Regions from separate parts of the Mus musculus genome. Here region 2 is linked to region 1. Evidence: chromatin contacts called from public HiChIP or PLAC-seq data. All regions are on one chromosome and are shown on one strand. Each heading gives the region's core, a stretch centred on a gene start, on an enhancer-like site or on the middle of the called end of the contact. The rest is flanking DNA. Distances are from core to core; before and after follow the strand shown. Region 1 overlaps Btbd8 (BTB (POZ) domain containing 8). Region 2 overlaps Evi5 (ecotropic viral integration site 5).

What was found. HiChIP or PLAC-seq counts read pairs in DNA pulled down with a chosen protein or histone mark.
Region 2: a BATF HiChIP or PLAC-seq map of CD8 T cells shows a contact between it and region 1, with 6 read pairs. The contact joins two enhancer-like sites. A contact is called at or near these places in 2 of 39 promoter capture datasets (the HPC-7 cell line and pre-B cells), 1 of 15 datasets of contacts at CTCF or cohesin (large pre-B cells), 3 of 484 Hi-C or Micro-C datasets (B cells, Th1 cells and pre-B cells) and 1 of 115 datasets of contacts at active chromatin or transcription factors (CD8 T cells).

What each region holds. Positions count from the first base shown.
Region 1 is chr5:107,511,755-107,516,319 of GRCm38.p6, reverse strand. It overlaps Btbd8 (BTB (POZ) domain containing 8), which reads right to left. Exons shown (of 18, transcript NM_001378266.2): 18 at 3,760-4,565. Among named protein-coding and RNA genes, the nearest start is that of 1700028K03Rik, 21 kb to the left of the region's middle. Within about 2 kb of position 2,524, at least 31 of the 459 cell types and tissues checked have an H3K27ac peak or open chromatin away from gene starts, as enhancers often do. A contact at or near this core is called in CD8 T cells and Th1 cells, where this site is marked.
Region 2 is chr5:107,775,076-107,779,640 of GRCm38.p6, reverse strand. The region is part of intron 18 of Evi5 (ecotropic viral integration site 5); the gene reads left to right. Among named protein-coding and RNA genes, the nearest start is that of Gm42147, 36 kb to the right of the region's middle. Within about 2 kb of position 2,235, at least 26 of the 459 cell types and tissues checked have an H3K27ac peak or open chromatin away from gene starts, as enhancers often do. A contact at or near this core is called in CD8 T cells and Th1 cells, where this site is marked.

The sequences.
Region 1 (4,565 bases), core at 1,275-3,774:
TTAGGAATCTCACACTCACTGTGTCCTCAATTAAACTTATCCTTCGCCTACACTCATTTTAAATTTTGGTTGATGACATCATCAGCCACCCAGGCCAACCTAGTCAGAAACCTAAATCTTCTAAGTTGACATCTCATTTCTCTACCTAATTACTAGTTTGTTCAGTTCTATCTCTTAGATAGGCCAAGTATCTCCTGTTTCTCCTTGTGGGTCTCCCTTTCCTCAGAGGTCTTTGGCCATTGGCCTACAAGGGTGAGGGGAGCAGAGGCATGAGATGGTAGGGTTCAGACAGCTTTGAGTACGACAGAGTGGCTTCCAGGATTAGCTTCAACCTTATTCAAGGTGAACAAGGGCTATATAGATTTGAGGGCCTGGGTAGGGATTGTCAGGGTGGGTGTACATTATTGGCTGGGGCTGAGTTGCTGGGCATGCTGCATTTACATGAAGAGGAATTCCAAGAACCTGACGGGCAGTTTCTTACCAGGAGAGAAGTTGAACCTGTAATCTGTCTATGAACTATGTGGCTTTCTTTAGAGGTTATTGGGGTAACAGGTAGGAAGGGCTGGTTGGTCATAATACAGTACTTAATTATCATATAGCAGGAAAGGCTGAGCAGGACTTCTGTGCTGAATCATGCAGGGCTTGCAGGAAGCTCTGTGCAGGGTCATCCTCTAGATAAGGCCAGGCACCTGTGCTTAGAGACACTCTTCAGACAAGGTCAGGCAGAGAAGAGGAAACCCTGCTGAGAAAGGGAGTCCTCCATTTTGCACTGAGTTCAGAAAGCCATCCGGGCATGGTGGACTGCGACTTTAATGCAGGGTCTTCCAACATCTCCTAAGCTGCGCCATTCAAGCTTTTATCACTGCAAACTACTTTTACCAGTGTCTCTGCCTTTGTCGTTCAACTCATAATCTTACATACTGCTACCAAAGGGTTTTGTTGTTGTTGTTTTGAGATTCTACAAAGCACATGCTGCCTATGAACTTGTAAACACATGCACACACATAAACACAGGTGAAGAATTGAGGGGGACTGGCTGGCAAGAAGGGGACCAGCAGCAGTTGTGAAGGGGGTACAGACAGTGACTAGGATCACAGTACATTATATATTTGCATGAAGTTGTTAGAACGTTCTAAACTTGAAAGCGATGCTGGCTTCAGATTATGCTGCAGGAAAAAACCACTGAGTTTTGTAAAAGGACAAATTTTATGTTATATAAATTGTTTAATAATAAAGATTTTATTTAAAAAAAACCTTTTGATAGAATAGCCATTGTGAACTTAGTTAATTCTATTCAACATAACCCTTGTCTACTGAGAGTTAAACCCACGGAACTGAATGTATAATGGAAGCTTAGAAATTATAAGTTTAAACCGGGCGGTGGTGGCGGTGGCACATGCCTTTAATCCCAGCACTTGGGAGGTAGATGCAGGCGGATTTCTGAGTTCAAGGCCAGCCTGGTCTACAGAGTGAGTTCCAGGACAGCCAGGGCTATAAAGAGAAACCATGTCTGTCTTGCAAAAAAACAAAACAAAAAACCAACAACAACAACAACAACAAAAAAAAAACAAGAGAGAGAGAGATATTTTAAGTTTGCAGACTGTATTCCTAGATACTTCAAGATCTAACTCCAGCTTAGCTCTTCCTTTTTGTCTACTATCTCTCTTATCCATCCTGCACGCCAGTCCTCCGAGTACTGCTGAGTCTCAACTCATCCTTAAAAGTAGCATCAGGTGTTATCTAGATGCTCAAAGAAAGGGGATGAAAGACCTATCTATCTTCTCCAGACATTTCCTCATGGATCCAAACAATCCAACTCAAAATAAAAATCTTGGAAGTTTAAAAAAAATGAAGGCATTTTTTTGATTAGAAGTCTACAATCTCATGTAAACTAGGAATAAAAGCATCTTCAAAAAGTTTATATCCTTTTTGGTTTGCAAAAAACTAAGTAAAAATGACATACCTGTTATGTATGACACCAAGTCCCCAGCCTAAGGTACAGACTCAGACTCCAGCCTCAGCTCAGCTGGGGGCAGAACTTGTCAGTGATGCACCTCTAACCTCTTCTGGATGAGCTGTTTGTGTTTCTGACTCTGAACATGGACAGCTGGGATTTTACCATATGATACTAATTGGTTATTTTTCTTTGGTTTCTTCCATTCTGTCAGATGATCCAGAATAAAGAAAGAACACACACACATACACAGTTGTACACGTGTACACATATATTCAATTATAAGTTTCTGGGAGCAGTGATATGACTCAACAGATGAAGGTACTCGTCACCAAGTGTGACAACCTAAGCTTAATCTGCAGCACACATATGGTGGAAGAGACCCTGACTCCTGCAAGTTCTCCTCTGACTGCCACACTGTGCTGAGGACACTCTCACTCACAACAAATGAATGTTAAAAAAAATAAAATAAAAAGTACATTTCCTTCATAAGATGTAGTGAGAAGACTGTAGGAGCCAGAGGGAAGGATGACTGCAGGCAGGGGGCGCTCACGGTACAACAGGACACCTGCACACATGAACCACCCACAGCTATGACTGCACAGCAGATGAACTAACGTCTTTGAGCCAAGAGGAAGTCAGGAGGTATGGCCCCAAGATGAGTACCTACTGGCAACCGAGTCCTCTTGTCGGAGGGAGTGGCTCAGCCTCGGGCATTGGGTCCTCAAGAGGCTACCCATGCTCTGGTAAATGGCCCTGTACCCGTGTATACACAAGCATACAAAAGTGGACACTGAGTGAGCTCATGGATAACAAGGCCTCATTTGCTCTCTCTGTTCTTAACTTTTACTTCAAGCATTTCCTATGGACTTAGTGGCCTTTCGTGTTGGTAAAGAGCAGGGTGTGGGCCAATCTTTGTATGAAACGCTATGCACTTATAAACAGTGCATTTTTCATAACTGTATTGTTTATACATTTGCACTGAGTAACTATGAGTGTGTGCAAATTCTCTTTCTGAATCAGACACAATGTACATTCTGTGGGTTTAGGAGACAGGGGACAGACTGCTGTCTTCCTATCAGAATCTTCTCAGTGGACACTGTCACTGCTATATCCACTGGAAATGGCAGGAGTCACATCACGAAGTCAGCATTGTTGCTGGACATGGTTCCAGCAAAGAAAACCGGGCAGATGCTGCAATGGCTGTCCTGTCTCTCACGTTTGGGTTTTGGTCTCTGCGTGTTGCATTCTTGGTTACTTTATGCATTATGTTTCACTTTATGACTTTTCCTGAGAAAAGTCCTAAAGTAAACATTATCTGGCCCTTTAAAAAGTACGTTTATGTGTAAAGATGTATTTCACAGACCTGTTGCGACATTTCAATGTGTTGATGCCTATCTGAACCATGTAATGCAGTCTCTAACATACAGTTAGTGGCAGATAAACTTAACAGTTGCATGCATTTCTGTATCTGGCTACGGCTTCAGTCCATGAAGAGGTCCTGCTACAGAGTCCTGCAGCAAATAGTGGTAAGTGCATGTTCACAAAGCAGCTAGGAAAATTCGGGAAGTGCTCAAATTCCCTAAGTGGTCACCACTTAGGTAAGACGAATCTCCAGTGATCTGTCGGCAGAAGTGATATGTAACTGAGTATATTTTAAGGCTTAATAATTTAAGGGAGAGTCTTAAGACCCAAGGATGGGAAAGAAATATAATTTCAATTATAAACTTCTAAACCTCAGGGGAAGTTTACTGAAAGGAACATGTAAAACAACTTCACATTGAGAAAACAAAAGCCCACGTATGTCTTGGGAATGAATGAAGGTGCACTTTAATTGTCATCACATAGTCATTTCCATACTACAAATGTTTCAGTGTGTCAATGTTTGAAGGTGCACTTTGTCATCACATAGACATTTTCACACTACAAATGTTTCAGTGTGTCATTGTTTGTTCACAGCTCCATGAGAAAGAGTGTTCTGTGTGGTAGAAATAACAGCAAGTTGGAATTAAGAAATAATGCATTCTACCTCACGAGTAGGCTGTAGGACCTTTTCATTCTTATGGCCACAAAAGCCTTCCTTTACCATTTAAAGAGACTAGTCTAATCTTTAAATTTCTACCAAGCTTTAAGATATAAAGTATGTGTGTGTGTGTGTGTTCATATTTCAATGTTTTCCTTACATTCTCCTGCCCTACACTAGAAACCGAACTTTTTACTTAATTCTATTTTACCCTCTATTGAGTGCTTACATCCAATGCCTATTTATTTACCTGTTGAGCTGAGTATAACTAAGCCCCACATGAATGAGTAGTCCTGCAAGAGTGTCTAGCTTTTTAAAAAGGCATAGAACCAGGATCGGAGGGATGGCTCAGTGGGTAAAGGCACTCGCCACCAAGCCTGATGACCTGACTTCAGTCCCTGGGACTCCCGTGGTGGAAGGAGAGAGCTGACTCACAGGCTGTCCACTGACTTCCACGTGTGTGTTGTAGCACACATGCACATGCCTACCCACAAAATAAATTAATATAAAACACTTAAAACCTTTTTTAAAATTCATGAGAAACTTTTATGGTATAATAGATGAGTGCTTAAATGAAAACGTAATTGT
Region 2 (4,565 bases), core at 986-3,485, 260 kb before region 1:
AGAAATAATTAGGACCTGTTACACAGAACCGAAGAACTTTGGCTTTTCTCTGAGCAACATGGAAAATCACTGAAAGGTTCTGAGTATATCAGAGATGAGCTAGATAACATTTAGCCTATTAAAATGCTTAAATTAAACCTTGTTTAGAGTAATGCTTGTAAGAGTGTGTCATCTTTAGAGTGGTGGGAAATGGCAGAAATCACCTTTTCTCTGTTGGTGTTTTCCACTGCTCTGTGGATCCAAATGTTGTTTGAACCCTGTTTTTACATTGACAATATATAGAATTGTCTCTACTTTTCAAGTAGTGGGACAAGGCATCGAAAAGTTCATTTTAGCTCCGTTGAGGAAAATAGGTGAGAATTAAACCCATGCTTCCTGATTCTTAGTCCTGGAACTGAGTTTGTATTAGGTGATTTAAAAAAAAAAAAAAAAAGCATGTTTGTTGTCTTATCAAAACCACATTAAACTGTGTACTAAGTGAGGCTTTACGTTTGTACTGCTATGTTACAAATAACGGAAAGTTTTCATTTAAAATGGTATGGGTCTACTCAAACCTAACTTTGGTACTGTTCCTGGTACTTTGTAACATTTACCCACTTTTGCTAGTTTGCCCAATAGATAACCTCTAGGGATGCCTCAGATGGGCAATACCCCAACCACTCTTGGCTTAGAAAACGCCCACTCACAATTCTGTTCTGACAGAGAATGTGGGATCTAGGTTTAAATCAGTGTGCCCAGAGCAGCCTGCACTTTTGACAGAGATAGAAAGGAAGTGATAAGCTCTTTACTACCACTTTAAAATTTTAATCCTTTTAATGGTGTGAAATTACAGTGTGATTTCTGAATTATGGAATTTACCATAAAGCTTTGTAATTGATTTGTACTTTCCAGCTTCCTAAATTAATAGTTGCACAGTGGGTGATAGTTTATATGCTATGTCGTAGCTGGCAAACTTCTTTCTGTTTGATAAGATTCCATCTGATCCTCAAAGTATATTTCTTTATTGTTTCCCTTTTGAACAACTTAATTAAATTGTAAAATATTTCTCTTTTAGGGCTTTTGCTTCAGGCATTCTAAAATGTAGAAATAGCTAGTTTGTAACTATCTCAACAAAGAGAGCTGGGCATAGGGACTATCCCACCCTGCCTGCTGTCTTGTCATTAGAGTTTGTATATGGCATTTTAGGATCTTCTTCCTGCACACATGTTCCATTGTGGACAGTCTGCAAACACTTGACTAGAGAAGCTCAAAGCCATGAAAAAAGAAAAATACAAATCTGAGAAACTGTTACAGCCAAAGGATCCTAAAGTCATAAATAAATCTATTGCTATGTCTCGGGTCAATGCTTACAACAGAAAAAGCAAGTGGGGAAGTCAGGCCCGGAGCTACAGAAAACAGAGCTGAGTACACTGTGGGCTTCATTCATAATTATGTATCAGTACTGGTTCCTGAATCTTTACAAACATAACTGAAGAATGTAAGATGCTAATGGGGAAAGTGCCTGCTCGGTACATGGAAATACCTTCTCAGTTTTTCTTTAAACCTAAGATTATTTCAAATAATGTCTAATGTAAATTATATCTCATCATTTTTAGAAACTTAGAATTATGTGGAATTTTAAATATCTGTAACAAAAATAATTCACTGCTAGTTAAACTACAATTTATAAGAAACATTTTCTAGCTTTTGTGTCTAAGGCTGATCTTTTCATGTGTACATTTGTCCAATCTTGTCAGAAATGTCACTCTAAAATACTAGTATGTGTTTCTCTTTGTAAGTCAAACTTAGCCATGAAAAAAATGCTAGAAAAATAAGTCTGACTTCTTTTCTTCCTCTGTACTTTTCAGAACACATATCTTATAGATACTCAAATGTGTTTTCATTTTCTTCTGGTTACTAAAAAGACTACTCAAACTTTGTGTTCATAACTTTAAGTTACAGGAAACTGTTTTGAGGATCCATCAGTTAGTTACACACAAGGTTAGTGTGATTTGTTTTTAGATGTTTCAAATGAGTCACCTCAAAGTCATGGAGAGGTTACCACTTACCACATCTTCTGTTCTGATTAACTTTTTTTCTTGGGACTGCGTTGTAAATCAGTAGTAACTTATTAAAGTTAGTGGTTGTTTTCAATGTTTCAGTATTACTTCACTTATTAGCCAGGGTGCTCCCTGTCCTTGGGACTGCGTTGGAAATCAGTAATAACTTATTAAAGTTAGTGCTTGTTCTCTGTTTCAGCACCATTTGGCTCAGGGTGCAACCTGTCAACTGTCTTGCAGTCATCTAGTGCAGTTCCAATGCATAAGGCCTTTGGCTGTAATAGACGAATTGAAAATAACCAATTAGAACAAAACAGTCCTCACTCTGCTGTAAGTTAATATTGTGGCCTCTCTGACCGTTGAACCTAATTTCATAATATAGCCATAAAATGTTATTTAACCTTTAAAATAGTTAAGAGATAGCTTTTTGAAAGTATTCTGTAGAAACAAAGTAGTTTTGAAGGCGAGAGAGCTTGGCTCTGCCTTTGTGTGCTACAATCTCTTCTTTGGTAGTTTTTTTCTCTGTGTCTGTAACATAAAAAATACTTTAAAAATGTAAGCTCTACACTTGCATCTAAGACTAAGCAACCTGTGTTGTGTCATGACCCTGCTAATACCACAGACCTTCTGTAATACTACTCCCAGAGAGAACCCACATCCTATGTATAACCTTAGATTTATTTTGAAATCTTTATGAAGAGAACATGGGGGAGATTACTAATTGTTTCTGTTATTTCCTTTAGGGTTGTATATTTATTTATAACAAGTGTTTTTAATTTTAGCCAACAGGACTAAAATAACAAGGTCTATTAAGTAATTATTTCAAATTCTAGAAGTAATATATAATTTTTTTCTTTTTTTAAAATTAGATATTTTTTTATTTACATTTCAAATGCTATCCCCTTTCCTAGTTTCCCTTCTGAAAACCCACTATCCCTTCCTCTCTCCCCCTGCTCACCAACCCACCCACTCCTGCTTTCTGGCCCTGTCAGTTCCCTATACTGGGACATATAACTTTCACAGGACCAAGGTCCTCTTCCTATAAAAATTTAAAAACCATGTTTTAGGTGAAAATTTTGCTTGTATGTCAGGTATCTGAAGAAAACTCAGGAAGGGGAGAGCCAGTGGACTCAGTAGCCAGCACATATATGTAATCTGGAAAGCAAACGTCAGAGTGGCCAGCACATCGTGCACTGTAGAATGCATGCTGACATGATGCTAGTAAACTGCTGCAAGTGTGCACACTGAAGACCTCATTCTCCTTTGAGACATGGTCTTGTATAGCCCAGGCTGGCTTTGGATTCAAAATCCTTATGTCTTGGCTTGAGTGCTGAATTCAGGCATGTGCCACCATGGCTATCTCTGAACATTTGTAAACCTATTTTATTAATCACTGCTTACATTTTCTTTCTATTTTAGATTTATTTTGTGTTCTTTTTGATTTTTTGTTTACTTTATTGCATGTGGGTGTGAATGTGGGTATGTGTACACCACAGTATGCTGCACATAGAGAACATGGAGCAACTTTGTGGACTCATTACTTCCCTCTTTTAGCGCAAAGTCAGGCTTTCCTACTTTTATTTGCTGAGCCATCTTGCCAGCCTTCTTGATGCATAGCTATAAAATTACTTTGAACAAAATGTTTTTATTTTGTTTTGATGGTGTGTATTTATGCATATATATAATATATATTTTAGTGTTAGAAATTGTACCAAGTTATGATTTTTTAAAAGATTTGTTGCTATGAGTACACTGTAGCGGTCTTCAGACACCCCAGAGGAGGGCCTGTACATATAAAAAAGGGGTATGGTACATGTGGGGACAGTCATTTCCAGCATAGCGACAGCTCCAGGGTGGTGATGTGATACTTAGACATCTTTTTTTTTTTTTAAGATTTTTTTTTAAAAAGAATTATTTATTTTATGTGTGTGAGTACATTTCTTCAGACACACCAGTAGAGGGTGTCAGATCTCATTACAGATGGTTGTGAGCCACCATGTGGTTGCTGGGAATTGAACTCAGGACCTTTGGAAGAGCAGTCAGTGCTCTTAACTGCTGAGCCATCTCCAACCCCAAGTTACGATGTTTTTAACAATTGATAATCTTTCCCATCAATAGAATAGTTAGTCTTTGGTATTCTCTGGATTCATACATATCTTTTAGAAAGAATAAATAGTTACAAGACATTAAATGGAAAAGAGCAAATTTGAAACAGTATTTTACTATTTAGTGTGTTAAAAGTATATTATTGGGGCCGGTGAGATGGCTCAGTGGGTAAGGGCACCCATCTGCTCTTCTGAAGGTCCAGAGTTCAAATCCCAGCAACCACATGGTGGCTCACAACCATCTGTAACGAGATCTGACTCCCTCTTCTGGTGTGTCTGAAGACAGCTACAGTGTACTTACATGTAATAAATAAATAAATCTTAAAAAAAAGAAGACTGTATGTTTAAAAAAAAAGTATATTATTATGGCTGTGTTTCATGAGCAGTTATGTTAAATATATGCATATGCACTTAATACATT